Linked DNA regions of Ovis canadensis: region 1 is linked to region 2. A link is a contact called in public Hi-C data. All regions are on one chromosome and are shown on one strand. Each heading gives the region's core, a stretch centred on a gene start, on an enhancer-like site or on the middle of the called end of the contact. The rest is flanking DNA. Distances are from core to core; before and after follow the strand shown.

Evidence for each region. A called contact is a pair of places that touch in the nucleus more often than the background predicts.
Region 1: a contact with region 2 is called in a Hi-C map of fibroblasts, with 4 times the contacts expected there. The contact joins the promoter of RNF7 here to the enhancer-like site in region 2. A contact is called at or near these places in 2 of 2 Hi-C or Micro-C datasets (fibroblasts and lung).

Annotation. Positions count from the first base shown.
Region 1 is chr1:250,295,535-250,301,937 of ARS-UI_OviCan_v2, reverse strand. RNF7 (ring finger protein 7) reads left to right here and starts at 4,036. Exons shown (of 3, transcript XM_069564083.1): 1 at 4,036-4,365. The coding sequence starts at 4,191.
Region 2 is chr1:250,056,185-250,062,352 of ARS-UI_OviCan_v2, reverse strand. The region is part of intron 7 of TFDP2 (transcription factor Dp-2); the gene reads right to left. Among named protein-coding and RNA genes, the nearest start is that of ATP1B3, 95 kb to the left of the region's middle. Within about 2 kb of position 1,677, the one cell type or tissue checked has open chromatin away from gene starts, as enhancers often do. A contact at or near this core is called in fibroblasts, where this site is marked.

The sequences.
Region 1 (6,403 bases), core at 2,787-5,286, 240 kb before region 2:
CAGTACTCTTGCCTGGAAAATCCCATGGATGGAGAAGCCTGGTGGGTTGCAGTCCATGGGGTTGCTAAGAGTCGGACACAACTGAGCGACTTCACTTTCACTTTTCACTTTCATGCATTGGAGAAGGAAATGGCAACCCAGGAGAACCCCAGGGACGGGGGGGCCTGGTGGGCTGCCGTCTATGGGGTCTCACAGAGTCAGACACGACTGAAGCAACTTAGCAGCAGCAGTCAAGGCTATGGTTTTTCCAGTGGTCATGTATGGATGTGAGAGTTTGTTGGGAGCCAGCGTGAGGAACTCCGTCCATGGCAAAGGTCATGAGGAAGGAAGCTTGGCATACGCAAAGGCGTGATCAAGCCTCAGGAAACCCCCTGTTCCCGAGCATCTACCCCCAAAACCAGAGTACTTTATGGGGAGCTCTCCCCCATAACCATTTCTCTCAGAGAAGGAGTTAACTTGCAGCTCCAGTTAATAAAAATTCCTGGGCGTGATAAGAGTGTTTCAACTTACGAACTCTGAAGGTTCTCTGGCCTGCCTGATCAGGCTCGTCCGACCGCACGTGACTGTTTACAGCCTCCCAACTGTGAGAGGCACGGGATGTTTCAAAACTTTCTAAATACAGACTCTTTTGAGAAGTTAGAAGATCATTAGTATAGTATAGCAGGTTGATTAGGAATTATATTGGTGAAGGGTTTTTTCATTTGTCGTGCCAATAATTACTGCTAATTCCCTGCACTGGGTGTGACAAGGATGTCTCAGGTCAAACCTCTCTGCTGACAGACTAGCTTGTGTGACAGCCTCTCAACCATAAACAGCACAGAGAGTTTGAGGTATTAGCGTAGGGCTTTTTTCATTGATGAGTCAATGATTGCTATCAGGCCTCCATATCCTTAGGCACCTGGGAATATATTAATCAATGTATTTGGAATATAGAAAAGGAAGTATAGTAGTTTTTAAGGTTAGCAATACTAGATTTTTGAGTTAATGAATTCTCTCTTTTATTATAGACCACTGTACTTTGTTATAAATCATTGTGTCCTTGCTATGCAAAAATGTAACTTTATCACTATCTTAAGACAAAATAGATCTTAAGGGGAACATTGGTGAAGGGTTTACATTTGTTGAGCCAATATTTGCTGCTAAATCTCCATATTCCTGCCCTTATAATGAATATAACTAGCATATAGGAGAAATAAGTATTAACCTTTAAGATTAATCATCTTAAACCTTAGGTTAAGTAAATTCCTTTCTTGATTGTAACTCACTACACCCTCACCCTATAGGAATGCAACTTTATTTGGAGGGTGGCGATTTAAGAAAAAATCACCCCTGGAAAAATAAGTTTTCTGGTTAACTGACCGGTATCAGAAAGGGCCATAAAATGTCAGCAGACCTCATGGCTAGAAGATGATGAAACTCATAAGACCTTTGTATAAATTTATATGAAGCACCTGATTGTGACAAGGGTCAGATCTGCTGACCCCCGCGTGACTCTGTATTCATCCCTATGTATAACAAAAAGGTATATAAACAAACCTGAAAAATAAAGAAATCGGATCAGTTTCTGGAAAGACTGATTCCCCCGTGTCGTTTCTTTCTTGCTCCCCGTTTTCCTGGCTGAATTCCCATCTGAAATGTGGGTACTCACCAAGTCTGCTAATTCTGCCTGGGCTTCTGAGATCGGACCGGGGAGGCCTGAGTGCCTCCTCTCCTCTGGGAGAATGGAAAGACGCCTGTGGCCTACGTAGGTGGTGATTGGTAGTTCATGTAAACCAGTTATTCAGCCTCTTTTCTCCACTAATTCTCCTACTACACTGTTTCTAATCTCCCTCTATATCTGTAATTAAGTTTTTTTCCAGGACGCCGATTCCATCCCCACCTTCGAATTACCCTGGATCCACCGGGGCTGGACCCCGGCAAGAGTTGGACTGTGAAGAAGGCTGAGCGCTGAAGAATTGATGCTTTTGAACTGTGGTGTTGGAGAAGACTCTTGAGAGTCCCTTGGACTGCAAGGAGATCCAACCAGTCCATCCTAAAGGAGATCAGCCCTGGGTGTTCTTTGGAAGGACTGATGCTAAAGCTGAAACTCCAGTACTTTGGCCACCTCATGCAAAGAGTTGACTCATTGGAAAAGACTTTGATGCTGGGAGGGATTGGGGGCAGGAGGAGAAGGGGACGACAGAGGATGAGATGGCTGGATGGAATCACTGACTCAATGGATGTGAATCTGAGTGAACTCCAGGAGTTGGTGATGGACAGGGAGGCCTGGCGTGCTGTGATTCATGGGGTCTCAAAGAGTCGGACACGACTGAGCGACTGAACTGAACTGATAGTCAGATATGTGATAGCTTAATGTGAATGAAACATGTTCTGGATGGTTCATCTGGGTTTGTTTACAGACATTTTTGTCTGGCTCATGAAGTTACTGTGGTGAGATTTATATCTGCTACCACCACTACTGCTCTGTCCATTTGCTTTCTCCATTTACTTCCTGGCCTCCAAGGCCTCCCATCTCCCGCCGAGTTCAAACTTAACCTCTTCTATGAGGCTTTCCTTCACTCCCTCACTCCATCTGTCTTGAGGAAGGTTTCTGTCTCTGACAGCACTTAATGCACCACCCAACAAACAGCACATGTGGCCAAATGTGACCCTGTGTCCATATTTGTATCGTTACACATTTAATGCCTCCTTGACTCCTCTGCCAGAGTTCTGAAGTTTGGTTAGCCTAGACCCAGGGGCACCAGGCCTGACACCAGGAGATGAGGGAATGATGAGACCCTCATCATTAAAATAAAAAGAGGTGCGAAGCTCTGAGTCCTAATCCTGACACAGCAGGTGGCCACCACTAGGTGGTAGTGTGACCAAGCATCTTCCCGTCTCCGTGCCTCAGCTTCGGTATCTTTTAAAAGAAGATGTTATCTGCTTTGCTTGGGAAAACATAACATGACCCTGGGCTAGTAACAGAAGAACCTTAGTTTCCACTGTCACCTTCTCAGAATAGCAGAATTACTTTTCTGAATTACTATAAATTACTTTTATAAATATAGCAGAATTACTATAAATTACTTTTGGGGACTTCAGTATTCCTACACATAAAAAGTTAAACTAGATTTAAGTTTCTTAGAGTGTGGTCTCCAGGGTTCCTGGAAGTCTTTCAGGGGACCAACAAGGTCAAAACTATTTACATATTTACATAACAGTATTCATAGCTCTGAGCTTCCCAGGTAGCTCAGCTGGTAAACAATCCGCCTGTAATGCAGGAGACCCCGGTTGAATTCCTGGGTTGGGAAGATCCCCTGGGGAAGGGAATGGCTACCCACTCCAGTATTCTTGCCTGGAAAATCCTATGGACAGAGAAGCCTGGCGGGCTACATACAGTCCATGGGATCTGCACAGTCGGACACGACTGAGCGACGAAGCACAGCACAGCACTCATAGCTATTTCTCTTCATTCTCTCTTGTGAGTGTACAATATTGGTATTCTAAGGATAACTTGTAATGGATTTCTTACTGTTTTGAAGTGAATTAATATATTCACATTTCCCCCGTTTTCTTAAAAAGGAAATACATATGTATAAGCGTGTATATGTACACATCCATCTTACACAAACAAAAGTTCTTAAATGTCCTTAAGTAATTTTTAAGTGTAAAGGGGTCACAAGACCAAAATATTTGAGAACTGTTGAACCAGATTCCTAGCTCGTCATTCATTCACTCAACATATAACTGTCCCTCCCGAGACAGCATTTCTTAACGAAGGAGATGATCAAGAAATAGTCCCCCCACCCAAAAAGAAAAAAGAAATAGTCCCCGCTCCACCCAGGGCGTTTACATTTGAGAAGGACGAATATATCAACAAGACAACGTCTAAAAGCGGTGTCATGAAGACATAAAACAGGACACGTGTCTCCCCCGCGCAGTGTCGGCCCGGGGTCCCTCACCCCGCTGAGCTGGCCGGGCGTTGGGGACGGGAGTACCGGGAACTAGGACACCGGGAAGCCGCTGGTGCCGGCGTACGGTGACGTCACTGGGCCGCGCCAGCCAATCACGGGCGCCCCACGGTCCTAGACCCCCGCGGCGGCCCGTGGCCTGCGGGCGGCGCTGTGGCCCGTCGGACGGCCCCACTGAGCCGCCATAGCCGCCCGCCTCCCACGACCCAACGTCTCCGTCGCCGGCTCCGCGCCGCCGCTATGGCCGACGTGGAAGACGGTGAGGAACCCTGTGCCCTGTCCTCTCACTCGGGGAGCGCAGGATCCAAGTCGGGCGGTGACAAAATGTTCTCTCTCAAGAAGTGGAACGCGGTGGCCATGTGGAGCTGGGACGTGGAGTGCGATACGTGCGCCATCTGCAGGGTCCAGGTGATGGGTAAGCGCAGCAGGCGAGGCCCCGGCTGTGCTGCGGCCTCCGCAGGCCCGGCTTCGGGCGTGGGGGGAAAGACCAAGCCTTGGAGAGACCGTTCCGGGAGGAGTAGGGGCGGGATCGCCCTGCCCCGGCCCCAGGAGACCGCGGGCCACGCCCGAGCTGGTCGTTCAGCAGGCGACTTGTGCCGGGGACGGGTATTCTGGGGGAATAGGGGGGTAGCAGGCAGGACAGTTAAACAAGGTCATTTCCAGTAGTGATCGGTGTGATCACGACAATAAAAGTAGGTGATTTGACGGGAGCTGGGAGGAACCACTTCGGTTTGTGTGGCCAGCGACCGCACCCTTTTCCGAAAGCAAACCACACAGAGGTCAAGGTCAAGGCCCTGAGTCAGCGGGTCAGTCGGATGGTTCTGGTCACACACCAAAGTGATGCTCTGGAGTCATTTTCCCCCCAAACGGCCGCTAGTCGTGCTCTGGAGAGGCGCAGGGAAGAAGAGTGTTCCTAGCCGTCCCCTTTCTAGATTGGCTACTGTTCTGCTGGCTTTTAAACCTGGATGATTCAAGATTGGTCAGATCGCACTCGGTTGGCTTGAACTAGAAGAATGTAAACCCTTTTATTCAGAGACATGAAGCGTCATCTCTTTACTGGCCACTCCCCATCCTAGCATGCAATTTCTTGGAGAAGGGTAGTGCCCTCAAGTCTGGCCTTTCTGGAAAGCCCTCTTTTGCAAACTTGTTACTTCTTTCTATGATATTTTTAATGAAAATATTGGACCAAGTGAAGCCTTTCAGAACAGCTTCATCTCGTTGTGTTTTATATGGTCTCTGTTTTAAGATCTTAGACGACCTTAAAAAAGAGTTGCTGTTTAAATGCACGTTATATTTTTAAATAGGGCATTTAAAACTACAGCATTTAAGAGTGTCTTAAATGTCATTTCTTGAAGGTAATTGGAGAAAACTGAGGCTTCTGTAGTTTGAAAACTTTGTGTCTTGCACTGAAAAATGAGACAGTTGGAGAAAATAACTTAAAAGATGCTTTCCCTTCTTGAGCATTGAAAATTTAGACCTACCAGAAACAAGAGATTTCTCAATTTACTCTCTCTGTAGTATGCACTTATGTTTTTTATTCGTAGGAATTTGTTTTAAAGAGAATTTGCAACTATGGGATTCAAATATTTTTTTACTTTTTAAAAGAACTAGATTTCAGATGTGATCGACTTATTTTGTGTATCGGGTTTTTAGGTACTTAGTTTATGGGCCTGCAATACAGCCCCCTTGCCCTAACCCTTTCTTGAAAGCTAGAATCATAACTTCCAGTTTGTGGGATTTTTTTTCTTTTTTAGTTTAAAATAATTTTCCTAAAAGAGCATCTTATTTTTCTCCCCAAAGAAAAATTTTAAATTAGTAGGTAGAAATGCAAAATATAAAATAACGGTTGAAAGTTTGCAAGAAATAAACTTTACTGGGATATTTAAGGTAAGTCAAAGTATGGGCTATAAATGACTCACTTCTCACATTAACTTTCTAATTATAACAAGTATTTGCTACTGTGGATTAATGTTTCATATTTACAACAGCTGTACTTTGGGTTCAGAAAAGTATTCTGGGCTAGACCTCTGTATTGTGTTTATGAGGTGTTAAAATCTATTTGGTGGTCAGGTGACGGCAGAAGGAAGTGTGTTTTCTGGCATCATTCTAAAAGGTGTTACTGTACTCCTTAGAAATGCGCTGTTTTAGATATTAAGAACATCATCAAAAGAAAATGTTTTCTTTTATATGAAACTTTAGGAATTTTTATCTGTTCAGATCAGTTGTTGATAGTGAATCTAAATAAAAGCCGTAGGCATGATTCAGAGACTTCCAGATTCTATAAAAAGCCCACTTAATCCTGTGTCCTTGATATTTGAATTCATCTCATACACCTAAATGATTTGTTATAACTTCTTGATCTAAGAATTGCCAGTCAGCCCATTCTAATGTGGTTAAGACACTCTTCCTTGGTTTCCACTCTGCCGACTTTATTGGGAAAGGAGCTGCTAGCA
Region 2 (6,168 bases), core at 428-2,927:
AACTGTCAAATTTATGGAGACAGAAAGTATAACTATGGTTCCCAGAGACTGCAAGAGGAGAGAGTGAAGAGATGTTCCTTAATAGGTATGGGTTTCTAGTAGGGGATGGTGGAAAAGTTCTGGAGATGGATAGTGGTGATAGACGCACAATAATGTATTTTCTCAGTGTTTGTTTATACGTTTTGAATTTATTAATCTATTTTCTCAGTGGTTTTTTGTTGTTTTGGTTTTGAATTTATGTTTCATTGTCTTTTATGTTTAAGGGTTGATGGCTTTTATGCATCTATAAAATAATATGCTGAGGTTTCCAGCATTTTGTAATTAATTACTTTCAAAAAACCAACTCAGTATACAAGGGATTATGCTTCTGAGCAAAACAAACTTTCTTGTTCTTCATTCTTTAAATTACTTTCATTGTCACATTTGGCTTACTATTACTGCTACCACATTCAGAGAAGATGTGCCTTTTCTTGACAAAAATAGTTCAGGAATGCTTGACTCCCCATCACAAAATGAGGGTTAAGAACAAAATAATACAGAGTGTACTTTTTAAATTTAGCTAATAATTTGAAATAATAAACTTAAAACCAGGCTTATTTTAGAAATTCAAATGGTTGAAAAAATGTTATTAAAATGTCTACATTTTCACAGATCTTCTATATGCTTTTGAGTTATATTAAACAAATAAACTTTAAAATGTCACAGGCTACAAAAATTAACTCAAAATGGGTCAAAGATCTAAATGTAAGCACAAAACTCATAAACCTGTTAAAAATATTGGTGTTAAGTCTTTATGATCTTGGGACTTCGCAATTCTTAAAATAAGATATGATACCAAAAACATAAGTACCACGAGAAAATATAAACAAGATAAACACAGTCAAATTTTGAAAGTTCTGTGCTTCCTGTAGGTGAAAAATCAGTCCAGAGATCAGAACTTTTTTGCAAACCATATATCCGACAACAGTCTTGTATCTATAACCCATAAAGAATTCTTATGACTCAATAACAAAACCAGCACCACCAACAAACCAAAAGATCTCAATAGAGTTCTTCAAAGAAGATATTTAGCCTTCCTTTAAGCTGGAATGCCATCTTGCTAGCAATCTGCCGAAATGACCAACATAAAAGGAAAGACGAGAGGCATCTGCTCTGTTCTCTAGGCTTTTCAGAAAACACGGAGTTGTTCCTTTGGCCACAAACTTGAGACTCTACGAGAAATATGACCTTGTAGACATCAAAGGAATGGGCACTGTTCACAAAGCAATTCCCCACAAACGCCACCACAGCGACACTGGAAGAGGCCGCCATGCTGTCCAGCATGCTGTTGCCATTGTTGTAAACAAACCAGCAAGTTAAGGGCAAGACGCTTGCCCAAAGAATGACTGAGCACATGGAGCAAATTAAGCACTCTAATGGCCGAGAGAGCTTCCAGAAACATGTGAAGGAAAGTGATGAGAAAAAGAAAAAAGTCAAAAAAGGTACTTGGGATCAACTGATGCACCAGCCTGCTCCACCCAGAAAGGCACACTTTCTGAGAACTAATGGGAGAGAGCTGGAGCTGCCAGAACCCACTCCCTATGAATTCATGGCATGATTTTAAAAAACAAAAACCCACAAAAGATCTCCAGACTCTAAAAATATTTCTCTTAACTGAGTGAAAGTGTGGTGTCCCTTCCCACAAAGGAATATTTGAAGCAAATTTTAACTGTCCTAATTCAGTAGGTGATGTCATTACTATTCATATTTAGTGTTTTTTTTTTCTTCCTGGAAAATATGATGTGGTTTATTGTGCAATATACTCCAGTGGTTAGAAACTGCCAGAAATTACTCATAAAATATTTGTACTAGGAAAATAAAAAGATATACAAACAGCCAATAAACACTTGAAAAAATGCTTAACATCATCAACCACTATGAACTGCAAATTAAAACCAAAATGAGATATACTTCACATTCACAAGGATGGCTAAAATAAAAACAGATGGATAGGAAATGTTGGTAAGGAGCTGGAGACATAACCTTTGTTGGTGGGAATATAACTGACAGTTACTCAAAAAGCTAAAGAAAGAATTGCCATAGGTAATTTTATTCCTAGGTATATATTCAAGAGAAATGAGAACTGATTTGTTCACAAGTGTTTACAGCAGCATTTATAACAGCCAAAATAGAAAGTGAAAGTGAAGTCACTCAGTTGTGTCCAACTCTTAGCGACCCCATGGACTGTAGCCTACCAGGCTCCTCCATCTATGGGATTTTCCAGCTGAGAGTACTGGGGTGGGTTGCCATTTCCTTCTCCAGGGGCTCTTCCTGACCCAGGGATTGAACCCGGGTCTCCTGCATTACAGGCAGATGCTTTTACCATCTGAGCCATAAGGGAAGTTAAAATGGAGAAACAACTCAGATGTCCATCATTAATGAACAAATACAGGAAAAATGCGATATATCCATACAATGTTATATTGTACATAAAAAGGCAGGCAGGCAATGAAAAGGAAGGAAGGATAATCTATGCCACAACATGTAATTTCTGTGTGTGGAGACGGGGCACAGGCCATCTGGCCATCTGGAGGGTTGAGCAGGTTCCACTGGCCCAGGTGCTCCTTGGATAGGTGTCATTTCATCATCCTCGGTCCTTCCCCCACCAATTCATTCTCACTTTTTATGCCTCTCAACTCTGGGCCTGGGACCTCACCAAGTCAGTGCAAGTGAAAATAGCTTCTGTCTCCCAATCTGACTTTTCCCATGCGTATTTTGGGACATGGGTTTGTCCACTTTCACTTGTCATCTTTATAATCACACCAGCCTTCATCTCCTAATCCTGGAGAACCCTACACCTCTATCATGTTTTATGGCATTTATGAGATTTCCTTTTTTTTTTTTTAAATACACAAAATATTTCAACAGAATCTTATGAGTTGGAGATTAAAAATGACTATTCAATCCATCATCTCAAACTAGAAGCTCCCTATCTAAATTTTTCAAGTGGGCCAGTTTTATTTATTTATTTTTGGCTGTGCTGTACAGCTTTTGAGATTTTAGTTTCCCAACCAAAGATCACCCCCAGGCCCTTGACAGTAAGAGTACATAGCCCTAACTCCTGGGCCACCAGGGAATTACCTCAAAATCTTAAAAGTAGAGTTTACACATTTTCTCAAACCTGAGCTCTCTGAACCACTCAAACCCTCTTTCCAAATAACATGAAAATTTGGTCACAGGCTGTAAACACTATCATTTCTATTAGTCTCTTTATCCCATTTAAACAAGAAATTACACATAATATATAATAAAAACTACCTTTCTCATTAAAGTAAGTTAACCAGAATATTTAAATCAGCAAAGTAATTTAGTAACATAATTTAGGGGAAAAAATCCAACCCAAATCCCATTTTCCTGTGTATTTATATCCACTGTGTGAGGGAGAGGGGAAATGGGAAAGAAATGTTTATTATTTACAGATCTTCACTCTTTCTCCACCTTGCATTATGTCATCCAGGCCTGGGTTGGCCTCATCCAAACTGAGGATACTACTGATTACACTAATTGATACTCTTGATACATACATAGAAAATTGAAAAACCTCTCAAACTTCATGTGTCCAGAACAAAACTCAATTCCTCCCCAAACCTATTCCTAACTACAGTAAATGCTAATGGCACCAGTATTCACCTAGCTCTTACTGCAAAAAATCAAGTCATCCTTTGTTTCTCTTTCCTTCATTCAATCCATCAATAAATTCTGTTTCCAAATTGCAAAATTTACCTATTTTTTCCCATCTCCACTGTCAGGTCACTGCCTCCTGCCTTCTAACTTATTTCTCCACTTTTGCTCTTATCTCCTTAGAGTCCAGATCCCTCTCAGCAGTCAGTATGAATCAGATCACATTACTTCCCTGCTTAAAATCCTGTTTAGAATAAAACCCAAATTCTCTACCATGACCTACAAGGCCTTTCATACTCTGACCTGTGTCTACCTCTCCCTCCTCATCTCGTATCTCTCTCTGACTTGCTCATGATCTCCAAGCCACTGTGCTTCCCTGAGTATCACAACCTGGTTCCTCACTTGGGAGCTCTGCATTCGCCATTCCCTGTGCCTAGAATCCCAAGCTCCTCAAGGAACTAGCCTGTCTTCCTTGTATTCAAACATCACCCCTTAGAGAGGCCTTTCTAAGGTAGCCACCATCCTTCCAATTATCTACAGATCGTCCTTCTTAGTTTTTTGCATACCACCTATCACAACCTAGTTATCTTACTTCTTTATTGCACCTCCTCCCCAAATATAAGCTCTTCAAGGGCAGAGACTTATCTATCTTGCTTATCATTCTCATCCATGCCTAGAACTTACCAACACTTAGCAGATATTCAAAACACTTGTTGAATAAACAGACAACTTCATAAACATCGTCAAAGCAGTACAGATATTAATTATATTGATTTTATTAGTTTATTATAGTTTAAATTTGGGGAAGGAAATGGCAACCCACTCCAATACGCTTGCCTGCAAAATTCCATGGACAGAGGAGCCTTGTAGGCTACAGTCCATGGGGTTGCAAAGAGTCGGACATGACTGAGTTTAAATTAGTTTATTGTAAATAAAAGTTTTACCTATATTCCAACAGAATAAAATATATATAAAGAGTATATGAGCACAAAGGAAGAGAAAAACACCACTGTGCTAAATCCTATTCCTTGAAGACAGAAATAAAGTAAACACATGTAGGCTATTGCTGCTATCTGTCAAACACCCAGGACCTTTCTTCCCCCCAGGGAACTCTCACATAGGACACTTCCTATTTGGAAGAGATGTATTTGCAAGACACCACCAGACTGTCCAAGGAAGAAAGACAAAAGGGAACAAACATCTTTCAGGATCAAAACTCCAGGCGAGACCAGAAAGGGGGCTTTCAAAGCAATTTCTACAACCTCTTTGCAAAGAAGTTCAGTGGATCAGAACACAAAGAAAAAACTAACAAGAATCCTTCAATGGATCCTTTACCTATCAACAAGATTTCTTAAGAAAGTGACTTGGTCTTGCAAAGGAACTCAACAAAGGAAGAGCTGTGTAAAACATACTTCAAGTTGTACTGTCAAGTGGTAAGATGAGGATAAAAACCTTATATAGTATATATCCATGTGGAAGTATGCATGTGTATTATATATATAAATCTATGTCCCCAAGGAACACTAACAAAAAGACTTACTGTATTTAATCACCATAGAGAGATTAAATCACTAAAGAGACAATGAAGAAGTGAAGAGATTAGTTTGTGGTTGAGAGCTGGCTTTTTGAACCTTAGCACGGGGGAAAAGGGAACCCAAGACTTTTTACGGCATTATAAAAAAACACATTCATCTGGAGGAAAGGAATAAGTGTAAGAACAATAACACAAGAAGAAAACCACCTGTAGTCATTTGGGTGGTTTGGTTGGGGGGGGGATGGGATTCAATACAGAAAAGTTATATTAAAGAATAAAAGGAGAGTAATATAGAAAGCACTAGGAAAAAAGGCCCATGAAGCAAATGCAGAAAAGCGAAGTCAAGTCAATGGTTATGGCAACAAACCTAGTCTGGCACTTCTATACGCTATCTCTAGAGTTTCCTCTCTTATGAAGAATAAAAAGAACCTTGCTTTTTTGTATTATTTGCATACTCAGGTGATGGCAATCATAACAAGTGAACAGTTCCATTTTAAGGCCGTAAACACTGCCGAATACACGGTTAAAAAGTTGTACTGCTGCCCTTTCCCAGGTTAAACATGAAGATGAAACAGTATGAGTTGGAAAAATGAATTCCCATTAGAGAGAAAAGACCATCTCACCATACAGTTCTATGTAATACAGCAGCTTCTCAGATATGATTTTATCTGTTCAAAACAGTTAAGATCTGAGAACAACAAAGGTCAGCAAGGAACTAAACCAGAGCTAGTGTCATGCAAGAAAACAAACATTTGAAAACACAGCCTCGAGGTCTTCACTTCGGGGCCCGTTCACTTTTATTTCAGATGGGATTCTAACACATCTGGCCAAGTAGTTTCTCAGTGTACAACAAATCTGAGGTAGCAACTAGAAACTGGAAAAGACAGAAAGCTGTGTTGAAAGCCGATGACCTAACAGGAGAAAGGAGACTAAAACATCGTTGGAAAAAAGCAATTAAAAAAGCTCTAGAATCA